Linked DNA regions of Oryza sativa: region 1 is linked to region 2. Evidence: chromatin contacts called from public ChIA-PET data. All regions are on one chromosome and are shown on one strand. The core of a region is the stretch at or near the end of the contact, and the rest is flanking DNA. Distances in the headings are between cores, read along the strand shown.

Region 1 (6,053 bases), core at 3,472-5,971, 55 kb before region 2:
GAAAAAACATAATATAAAGGAAAAAATGATAAATATAGGATAAATGTGAGGAAAATTTAGGAAATATATCATAAAATATATGGTACAAATAGGATAAAATGTGGAAAAAAATAAAAAATATGAGAAATATATGGGAAAAATTAGAAAATCGTAGGAAAAATAAATGGGCCGGTGAGCCGTGCCATGCCTGGGCCGTGCCGTGCCGGTACGCTACAGTAAACGTGCCGTGCCGTGCCAGCCCACGGGCTGAGGCATCGGCCCAAACACGGCACGGGATAACGGGCCGTGCCGGCACGGCCCACAGGCTGGCGTGCCGTGCCGGGCCTGGGCCGGCTACAGTACTGCCGTGCTCGGGCCGGCCCGGCTTGGCACGGCCCATTTGGCCAGGTTTAGCAATACCTTAGGAAAAAAGCACTGTTGTATAGTGATGAATTTACTGTTCCAGAAGTAAGTATTGGTGTTACAGATAGTGCATACCTCCTATACATGAGTTTATGACATACAAAAATACACATATCTAATATTATACAAAAAGTATATAAAGCGAGTAAGAAAGGAAACTGCTTTTGCAGGAATAGAAGACGTAAAAGTTTGGCCCAGAAGAGGCAAGGTTTCCTTTGCCTATATCCTAACAGGGTTCTTCGAGTTCTACTTGGAGAAAAATGTATCTAGCCGTATAAATATACCCCTCCCAAGAGGAAAGAGCATTGAATTGCAAGCCCAAGCCAGAGCCACACTAAAAGATAGCCAGGAGGAAGATAAGCCCTAGTGCGGACATCATCTCGTCGAGAATTACTCGACGGATCCTAGTTGATGGGTTAGAATAGCTAACTTGCTCTTCGATTGTAACTAGTGTGGTACTTTTCCAGAGATATACATATGAACCGGAGTAGTGTTATTACTCATCTTGATGACCCAAACTAGCATAAAAGTCATTGTCCCCGTCTTCTTACTACAATCTCGTGTATACCTTGGTACCGATGACTTCCATACTCTACAAATACCATTCTCGGGTATAGCCCGTCGATAGTGTTGTGCAGATTCAACTATAGCTATAGTGATGAGGATATTACTAGCTTGGATATGACCATGATTACCTTATATATTCATAAACCAAGTGCATGCTTTCTATGTGGGATTTAAGTGTCATATATTTGAACAAACATTATTGCACTATGAGTTTTGCGTGTTCTCATTTTCAAAGATATTTGCTTGGGTAAAGGAAAAGAGACCGAGTGCGAGAGCCGTGTCTTGTCTTGCACATACTCGGCTCGGTGAATGGTTCATCTTCGATTGGCATGGAGCAAGAAAACGGATTGAAGCAGAGCCAGCACACCTCAGTGAATATCATTATTTAGGACAAGCACGAAGAGGAAGAGCTTTGTCCTTCGGCCTTGAATCAGCATAAAGCCCCTCGCCGAGCCACTTCTTTGACATTACGTTCGATTTCAACTTCATGTTCCTGAGTTGCAGAGAACAATCCAAATTGAGGCAATCTTTCCGGATTTGCTCCGCCTTACAGCCTTGCTTCCCATTGTCATTGCCATTGTAGCACGTGTGTGGCCCAGCCCATAAGGGCCATGCGGACTTGACGTCATCCCCACCTTCAGAAATACATGGATGATCAAATTAAGAAGCTGATTGGGACCAAACCAAGACCTTCCCTAAGTCTACTCCCATGTTACCACGTCACTTTTGGTCCATAGAAAGCAAAAGAAGAAGTTATACACGTTTTGGATTCGGATTCGGTCTCTTGATAACATCATTTCAAACGGGCCTAGCTGTTGATCTAGAAGGAATCTCGGGGCGCATGAGTACTTGTTGGAAAGCTTATGGAATCTACTTTTTCAGATGGTTTTGGTCCTACATCAAAATTCCTATCGAGGTGTTGGGAGTCTGCAAAACAAGTTACGTACCTTATACAGTCCGAGTTTGATTTGAGCCTTATAATTATGTCATGGGCTAAGCGCAAGGAGGTGGAGTCCTAGGGCAAACTCGGACATCACTTATCATATTTATTCAATAGCCATCATAGTTTAGAATGGGGTTTTGCTTAGATTATTTATGCCATTACAGTTTTGCTGCTTGCTCAGTTTGTAGAACTCCAAATTGAAGCGCTTAATCATTCATATGCAATTAAGTTGCAATCTACCTTATTCTTGCTTGTGTTCTTCGATTCGCATGTACGGATTGTTTGAGGTCAACCGGGCAGTGCACGGTTGATAACCAGAGGAGACGTGGTGCTACAATTACAGGGTTCGGATCGTGTCGATCGAAAGCTGAATCGTGTGTGTCAAGTTTCCGCCAAATCGAGAGTTATCACTACCTATTGGAAGATCGGGACCAGTACCTCATCATATAGTTACTTAGCATCTGAATATCTAATCTAAGAATCAGGATCCTCTGAATTGATCTACAATACCCAACATTAGAGGGAATGGAGACTGTTTGATCAGATGGATTAGATCGTGCGCTACAATAAATATGCTACAATACTCATCAATGTTTGACAGTATTTTCGTTAATGGATCGACATTGTTTGATGCATTGATTTATTGTGCTACTAACATGAATAGTGCACCTATGCATTACTGCAGAGGATCCGGATCCCTGATCTAGCCCATCATTTTAAATCGAGGGTGGATAGGATGGGCCATTGTGCAAATGATATAACTTGCATCAATAATATTCCAATGTAGTTTAAAAAAAGAGATAATATTCTAATGCGGAGTATCCCGATCCGTACTGCTCCTGCTACTAAGCGAATGAGCAATTAAGCATGATGTGTACAGTAGAAAAGGGTGAGATAAAAAGTGTGGATGATCTTGTGTAGATCATTGATGTGAAGGGCGCGATAATTTATAGAATTACTATCTTCGTGTTAAAATATAATAAATTTTAATTATAAATATGAATATATAATTGTTTAAATTTTTAGCTAAACATATTTATATTTTGAGATGGATATTACCAAACTTAGCCGAAGCTGTTAAATAGATACGCTTTCCTGCTGTGTGATTGTCCTTTGGATAGTGCTTATGAATAAATCAGCGGCGCTGCAAGGAGGACCCACCGGTAAGTGACATGTTTGAGTAACCGACATACACCGTTCAGGGGGCGCACCAAAGTCTGTGTGTTTGCTGTTGGTTTTGGATGATTAATGGGGAGTAAAGATTACGAAGTATAGTTACGGAGTAACTTGCATGGTGTGGCTGATGTCTACCAGAATGTGAATGATCAGTGGGACCCGTCTCTCATGGTAAAAAAATAGCTGAATTCAGCTATACTCATGCGTTGTATAGCTGAATTTTGCTAGACTGACACGAGTGTCAATGACAAGTAGGTCCAAAATAATTATATTTCTTAGCAAAATAATGAAATAAATACTTAGCAAGAGTTTTAAATATAATTGTGTCCATTTTTAATTAACTGGTTCCTCACACTTTAACCATTAATAATTTCTTAAATGTTTTGTTTTAAGAAAAATACACGTATGTAGATTTGCCTTAAAACTATCATTAAATATCATAAACTTAACAGTAAAAAAAGACATCATAAAGTTATTCGATGTCATAAATGTATTCTAATACTAAAATTATGGTTGAAGTTTAAAATTTGACCAAACCTCATCTTAAACATAAAATATTTGTGATTGGAGGGAGTAGATAATATGGGATTAGCCGTGTGAAAATCATAATTATAAACTTATTATGGAAAATATCTTCACCTAGCCGTTTCACCATTGTAGAGTAGAATCAATGCCGCAATAACAACCATCTAAAATTGTATTTACGCCCCCCAGTAAATGCACTACAGTAATGGAGTACTAGTACCGCGGCGTCACCGACTCAGCGTCACCGCCTATAAAAAGAGAAGCGAAGGTTGCTGAGACCCCCAACTAGGGCTATCAAAAAAGCTCGAGGCTCGCGAGCTGCTTGAGCTCGGCTCGCTGTAGACTCGGCTCGAGCTCGATTCGTCAACAATTCGAGCCGAACTCAAGCCTAGCTCCAAGCTTGCGAGCTTGACGAGCCGAGCTCGAATAGCTCGTCGAGCCCAGATTTCCCTCTGTCAAGTTCTTAAATTTTCAATGCAACAGCTAGTACTACTCTTACTCCCAATGAAAAGCAGTATAGAAACACAGAGCGTGCAGAGCTGTACCGTGCAGGCACTAGCCTACTAGTACTACATTACTCTGCAGCACTAGCCTATTAGTACTACTAGCATGCATGCAGCTCTATTTAATAGTACTACTAGTTGTCATATTATGCTTGAAAAAGCTACTAGTACTAGTAGTACTCGACAAGCATGCATGCAGCCTCCTTTCATCTGTATTGGTTATTTGAGGGCACACGAGTTAGGCTCGAGAAAGCTCGAGACTCGAGCGAGCCGAACTCGAGCCCATTTCTAAGCTTGTAGTTTAAACAGGCTCGACTCGAGCTCGGCTCGAGTTGGTGCCGAGCTCGAGCCTATATAGGTAAGCTCGCTCGGGCTCGGCTCGTTGACGGCCCTACCCCCAACCGTTTTCTCACCCCACTCGTTTGCTTGCGTTGCGTGCACAGCGACCGAGCCAGTCGGAGACTCGGAGGTTCGGACCCGACCCGACCCGAGTCAATCCGAATCTTTCAGGTGCGGGGCGTCCGGCCGCCACGTGGCGGGCGAACCCATCCCTCCCGGCCCCTACCCGTATCAGTCACGAGCTCCTCCTTCCTCCCATTCCACATTTCCACCCCTCACGGCCCCACCCACTCTCTCGATTCTCTCCTCGCCCAAAACCCCCCCAACTCCTCGCAGGCTCGCAGCCTCGCTCCCCCTCGCCGCGCTCTCGGCCTCGCCGCGTCGCCGCCGGTCTCTGGACGAGGAGGTGAGGGCGCGCGCGCGCCTCGGGACTACTTCGGCGCGGCTCTGTTCTCGTCGTTCGTGTTCTTCTGCTTCGGTTTCGTGGTGTTGGCGTGTGGATGTGTGCGTAACGGCTAATTTGGTTCGGGTTTTTGTGCTTGGTGGTGGTGGTGGGTGATTTGCAGGGGCGGTGAATCGGTGATCGATGAGCGGGCTGGATCTCCGGGAGATGTTAAGCAGCGCTGCGCGGCGGCATACGTGGAGGAGAAGCGGATGGGGGGCGGAGTGGGGCGGCGGCGACGACGCTCGCTCGGCCGCGCTTCCGGCTCGCTGTCCTCCTCCCCCTCCTCCTCGTCGTCCCGCGGCTGCGGGTGGGCGTGGCGACGAGGGGAGCGGTGGAGTGCGGGGGCGCGGGGAGGAGGGGACGAGTCGTGGTGGAAGCGGAGCGAGGCGCGAGGACGCGGCGGGGACCGGGAGGAATGCGGTGGCCGTCGTCGCCGGTGGCTCGGCCACGTCCGGCGCGGAGCGGGTTGCTGCGCGAGCGGAGGACGGTAGGAGGACGCCTCTGTTTCGGTTCATCACGTCCTCTGCTTGGGTTCGTCGTATGGATTGCCTATGTAACGGCTAAATTTGTTGCGGTTTGTGTTCGGTGGTGGTGATTGTAGGGCGGCGATCGATGGACGGGCCGACGCTGGAACTCTCCGAGATGATGCTCCACGCGGCGCAGCCATGGAGAAGCCGATGCACGCAGCGTGACGTTCGCCCGGGCGCGGTTCCTCCTCGTCCCGTCGCTGCGGATGGGCGAGGCGAGGGCACCAGTACAGTGCGAGGGCGCGTGCTGGAGGGGACGACTCGTGGTGGAGGCAGAGGAGGTGGAATGGAGCGTGAGCGCGAGGTGGTGGCGCCGGCGAGAAATGCGGTGGCCGTCGCCGGTGATTTGGCCACGCACGGCGGCGAGCGGGTTGCTGGCCCCTTGGTGGCGAAGGAGAAGAGAAATGGCGGCGGTGAGTTGGGGACGAAGAGGGGGCTAGAGAAGCGGGCCCCGCTTCCGCCGCCCAAGCGCAGGGTGGTGTCCGCTAAGCGCCAGTTTCCACCAGATTTCGGTAGGGACTCTGCTGTTCCACTCGGCCGCGGCCGGGGCCGTGGTGGTGGTGTTCGTCCGTCGGATGGGGCGCCTGCCCGTGCTGTTCTGGGTGAGAAGGTGGCGTCTGCGGGTA
Region 2 (5,541 bases), core at 1,688-4,187:
GGGCTTTAGATTTCATTGGTCAAATTTATCTTCCGTCATCAAAGGGGCATAGATTCGTGCTAGTTGCTACGGATTACTTCACCAAGTGGGCCGAAGCTGTGCCGTTGAAGAATATGACTCATACGGAGGTAATTGACTTTATTTTGAAGCATATTATCCATAGATTCGATATTCCACAAACATTAACTACGGATCAATGTGCTTCTTTTATATCTAAGGAAGTGAAGAATTTTGCCGAATCTTATGGTATTAAATTGTTGAGTTCTTCTCCTTACTACGCTCAGGCTAATGGACAAGCCGAGTCGAGTAATAAGACATTGTTGAAATTAGTGAAAAAGAAGATTGAGGAACACCCAAAGAGGTGGCATGAAGTGCTTTCCGAAGCATTGTGGGCGCATAGGATATCTAAACATGGTGCCACTAAATTCACTCCTTTTGAGTTGGTTTATGGTCAAGAAGCCGTTTTACCGGTTGAGGTAAATCTTGGTTCTCTTCGTTACATCAGGCAAGATGATTTGTCAAGTGAAGATTACAAGACATTGATGGGAGACAACCTTGATGAAGTCATCGACAAGCGCTTGAAGGCTTTGGAAGAAATAGAAAAAGAAAAGAAGAGGGTGGCCAAGGCGTACAACAAGATGGTGAAAGCAAAGTTGTTTCAAGTTGGAGACTTGGTTTGGAAGACAATTTTGCCTTTGGGTACTCGATCCAGGGAGTTCGGTAAGTGGTCACCTAGTTGGGAGGGTCCTTATCGAGTATGCGGCATTGTTCAAGGAAATGCATATTTCTTGGAGACACTTCAAGGGGAGCGTTTTCAGCGAGCAATCAATGGGAAATACTTGAAGAAATACTTCCCGAGTGTGTGGCAAGACGCTTAGGAGGTACTATGGCCGGTAATTGGATTATAGTCCTAAGACCAAAACATGTTCTATGCTTTTAGATTCACGTTGTTCATCAAAAAGGCAGGGGGGCATGTGTTTACACCCAAATTTGGCACCTAGGATTAAAATAGGAAAGATTGCCAAAATTTGGAAGTCTACCGGTTTCCTCCGAGTGGGCCGGTCTGACCGCCGTGTGTTGGGCGGTCAGACCGTCGGTTGAGGGCCGGTCAGACCGTCGGTTGAGGGCCGGTCAGACCGACGGTGTGTGGCCGGTCTGACCGGCAGGTCCGAGTCCGACTGCGTTTCGTCGGGTTTCATGGTTTCCTTGCTCGGGAAGGCATGTTTCGGGTTTCCTTTAGTTTCTACCCCGAGTTGGATGTGGAGGAGGGCCTGTAGAGGACAAGACCAACCCCTATATAAGGGACATGGCTGGTTCATTGTAAAAAACCAATCTACAATCAATCAATCAAATCGTTTTTCATATTGCTTTCAGTTTTCTCTTAGTTTGTCCATCTTTGTCGGTTTGCACCGTAAACTGTCCGCCGCCGTTGCGAGAGTGCGACATTTCTTTGTAGGTTTGTCCTGAAAACCTTCCGTTTTGCCCACGAAACGAGAAGTTATCTTAAATCGGCTCCACTAGCCGGTTTATTTGTCAAAACCCATCTAGATTTAGCTCTTTGCTAGATCGAGGTGGTTGGCGACTCTAGGATCACCGCAAGGCATAAGGTGCTGCAATCGTTGTTGTCAACTTGTCACAAAAAATTGCCAACACACTGATGCCCTGCTTTATAGAGAAAACGAACGGTCTGCTGGGGTAGAGCAAGCTTTACCGAGTTTAGCTCAGACTTAAGGCTGCAGAAAGGGTAAGAAGAGGGAGAAGAGCGTTGATTGCAATCCTACGTAGAAGGAAGCCAGGGAGGGAGTCCATGGCATGGAGTAATCGGACAAGGAGGCGAATGCCCCTGCAGTTCCCATGATGATTTCTCATGGCAGCCCGTCCGACTGCGAGGGCGGGGAATGAGTGGCTAAGGCCCTTCACAGTGCAACACCGTGGATCGGTGCTATGATGCACCACGTCGGAATCGAGCTTGCGTGGCGCTAGGTTCCGCGCCTCAGAAGAGACACTCGCTCCCACGGAGAGAAGCGCTATAGAGCGCGTTGCCCCGCGCCCCCGCCCGCTCGTGACCTCGCGCCACCCGTGGAAGTGTTTTCCCCAAATTCGCCCACCAAATTCGCGGCAACAAATCAAGGAACACGCCCACCAAAATAGTGGCAACAAATCAAGGAACACAAATCGCGGCAACAAAATCACCGCTTGCCGCTCGGCCCCGAGGAGATTTGGAAAAATCGCTAACATCGCGGCAACACAAATCAAGGTCGACGCCAAGCTCCGCCGCTCATCCCTGATGCCGCCGCCGCTGCCGCTCATCCCCGAGGCCGCTGCGCTCCTCTGCATCGATGCGCCGACGGATGGGGAGGAGGGAGAAACGGCGCGGCGGCTGGGGAGCTTGTTAACTCGCCGCCCAGGGATGAGAGGGGAGAGGCGGCGTCGTCGAGCCGGCGCCGGCGGAGGGAGGAGGGGCGCTGGCGGAGGGGCAATGGGAGAGCTGGTGGAGTTGGGGGAGGTGAGGGCGTCGCAATCTCTCATGCCACTGAGCCTCGCCTTCGCTCGATTGGGGGAGGGGAAAAAACGCTCGAAGGCGGCGCAGAGGAGCGATGCGGCGTGGCTGAGCTGAGGAGCGATTCGGCGGGCGGAGAAGGCGCGGTTGTGCGGATAGAGATGGCGAGTCGCGAGAGATGGCAAGAAGCCTCGAGAAGTAAAAAAAAAAAGAAGAAAAGGAGATGCGGGTGTAGTTGAGGAAAGTTTAGGGTAATTTATTTCTTTCTGCTGTTTGGTACACTCAATCAAGGATACACCACTGTGGGCTAAAATTTTTTGGGCTCTATTTGAGGTCACGTGCACTCGTGCAGTGTGGAGGTTGTTTCTTTCAACGGTGCTAGGCCTAGCTGGCGTACGGGGTAACTCAATATCGGGTGCCTGCACTGCTATCGCCCTAAACGATCTCCCTCTCCAGAGCACGATTGGCGTGGTGTCGCGATGGATTCCCCTGTGATTATGGATCCGCAGCTGCTGATGGCTGCACGATCTGGTGCGTGCAAGGCGCTTGAGAATCTTCTCGTCAACCATGAGGAGGCGGCTGCTGAATCCCATCTCGTCATCCGCATGCCGGAGGAGGGAGCTTCAAATACTAGTAGTACTAGTAGTGATCTAGCTCAACAAGGTCAACCTGCAAATCGTCCAGCAGCAGCGTCGCCTCTCCTGGAAGGGTTGACTCTTGATTCGGACCAGGATTCGGCCCTCCATGTGGTGGCCACCTCCGGCGACGGCGAGCAGTACGTGCAGTGCGCGGAGATGATCCACGGCAGGGCGAGGCACCTGCTAGGCGCGACCAACAACAGAGGCGACACGCCTCTGCACTGCGCCGCCAGAGCCGGGCACCATGCCATGGTCTGCCGTCTCATCTCGTTGGCCGCGCACGAGGGCGGCGCCGCCAACGGACGGATCCTGAGCACCAGGAACAAGCTCGGGGAGACGGCGCTACACGGCGCGATCCGCGGCGGCAACAGGATGGTGGTGGAGAGGCTCGTGTCGGAGGATCCGGAGCTGGCCAGGATTCCGGAGGATCGTGGCATCGGCGCCTCGCCGCTGTACCTCGCCGTTTCGCTGGGGCGCTTGGAGATTGCACGGGACCTGCTTGATAGAAGTCCTACAACATTGTCATACTCTGGGCCTGAAGGCCAAAACGTGCTGCATATCTCGGTATACCGCGGCGAAGGTATGTATGGCCAACTCCTTGTTTATTTTCCATTCATAATATATTCCGGCCATTGAAACTCTGCAATCAATCCTGTTATGTGCCGCACTGAGACCCATTGAGACTACAGGATTTCTCAAGATACCTTTGGTTCTCCTTGGACATCTGTACCAAGTAAAACATCCAAAGTAACCAGCCATAAGAAGAATGTGCAAACGAAACAAAAAAAAACACAAGTAAATTAATACTAGCTAGTATCATAGTCTCTCAAGACAGTGAAAGAAATGCTGCCTAATATCAAAGAGTATACTTTTTTAGAGTATTCAAAGTATGCACAGCATTTATAAAGTACTCCTAAAAGGGTTTTACACATACGAGTAGTCTGGCCATAAGAGATGGATACATAATATTTGTTTATGGCATTACAAAATTTGAATTTGGAATTCAAATATCATTAATTGCTAGCTCTGGCACTAATATCACTTCCTTCTTTTATAAAGTGCTGGTAATTCAAAAACTAGTGGTGATGCCAGTTATGTACTGGCGTTGATTGGGTATTACTATTATGAGCCTTATTTTCCCTTTGGACTTGCTTAACCGACGACACCGAATTGCAGCGCTGTCTATACTGTTAGACAAGTGCAAGGATGTTAAGGTCAACATTGATCAGGGAGGCCGGTATAGGAGTATGCCTGTTCTCTTACACCTTACTAGTCAAGGCGACAAAAATGGGAGCACTCCGCTTCACTTCGCTGCATCGCTGAAAACTAGTACCACAGGTTTGTCAAGATGGTCTGAATATTTCCATCCGAAACCAAGTCCAACCACGCTGCTGCTTGATGCCAATGAATCTGCTATGTACCAACCGGATAACGGAGGATCATATCCTATACATGTTGCTGCCTCCAATGGGACGCTCAAGGCTGTCATAACCTTGCTCGGAAGGTCCCCTGGCTGCATCGCATTGCGGAACATGCAAGGAAAGACTTTCCTCCACGTTGCTGTGGAGAAGAAGAGGCATAGTATTGTTGCATTTGTGTGCAAAAGGCCCGAACTTGCATCTGTGTTAAATGTGCAGGACAACCAGGGGGATACCGCGCTGCACCTTGCTGTCAAAGCTGGACTTGTCTCAATTTTCAACCTCTTGTTTCGGAATAGGGAGGTGAGCTTGAATTTACCAAACAAAGACGGGCTGACACCTCGTGATCTTTCATGGATTATGATTCCTGCAAGATTCTACTATAAAAAGGTAGTAATCGTTTTTTTTTTCTGGCTTTTGTGTCAATTTATCCTAGCTACATATATGAAGTTGTCTGATTCTGTCCCCACTATATACGATACGTTAACCTGCAGAATTCACGAGGTATGATACACCAATCATTAGCACTTGCCAGAGCTCCAGTTGGTCACAGTCGCCAGGACCACTTCTATGAGAAGCATTCAAAGAGGAGGGATGAAGAAATCGATTCAGAGTACTTGACGAACGCAACTTCAGTTCTCGGCATTTCATCTGTTCTGATTGCAACGGTGACATTTGCAGCAGCTTTCACGTTACCTGGGGGATACAGAGCAGACGACCACGCGAACGGCGGGACACCGACGCTTGCTGGGAGCTACTCCTTCAACGCATTCATCACCGCAAACACGCTAGCATTCAGTTGCTCTCTGCTAGCTACCGTCAGCCTGCTCTACTCTGGGATGCCGTCGCGGGAGATCTCCATCCGCTACGTATACCAGTCCCTATCGTTGGTCATGATGCGGAGCTCAGCTACAAGCCTGGTCGCCGCCTTCGCCTTGGGCATGTACGTCGTGCTAGCTCCCGTTGCTCTCACCATGGCAAAGTC

What was found. ChIA-PET counts read pairs in DNA pulled down with a chosen protein or histone mark.
Region 1: an H3K27ac ChIA-PET map of leaf shows a contact between it and region 2, with 6 times the contacts expected there. The contact joins the promoter of LOC4345509 here to the promoter of LOC4345512 in region 2.

Annotation. Positions count from the first base shown.
Region 1 is chr8:19,216,601-19,222,653 of ASM3414082v1, forward strand. LOC4345509 reads left to right here and starts at 4,722. Exons shown (of 3, transcript XM_015792611.3): 1 at 4,722-4,861; 2 at 5,022-5,387; 3 at 5,502-6,053. The coding sequence starts at 5,042.
Region 2 is chr8:19,272,890-19,278,430 of ASM3414082v1, forward strand. LOC4345512 (protein ACCELERATED CELL DEATH 6) reads left to right here and starts at 2,938. Exons shown (of 4, transcript XM_066303542.1): 1 at 2,938-3,718; 2 at 4,315-4,946; 3 at 5,051-5,169; 4 at 5,238-5,541. The coding sequence starts at 2,980.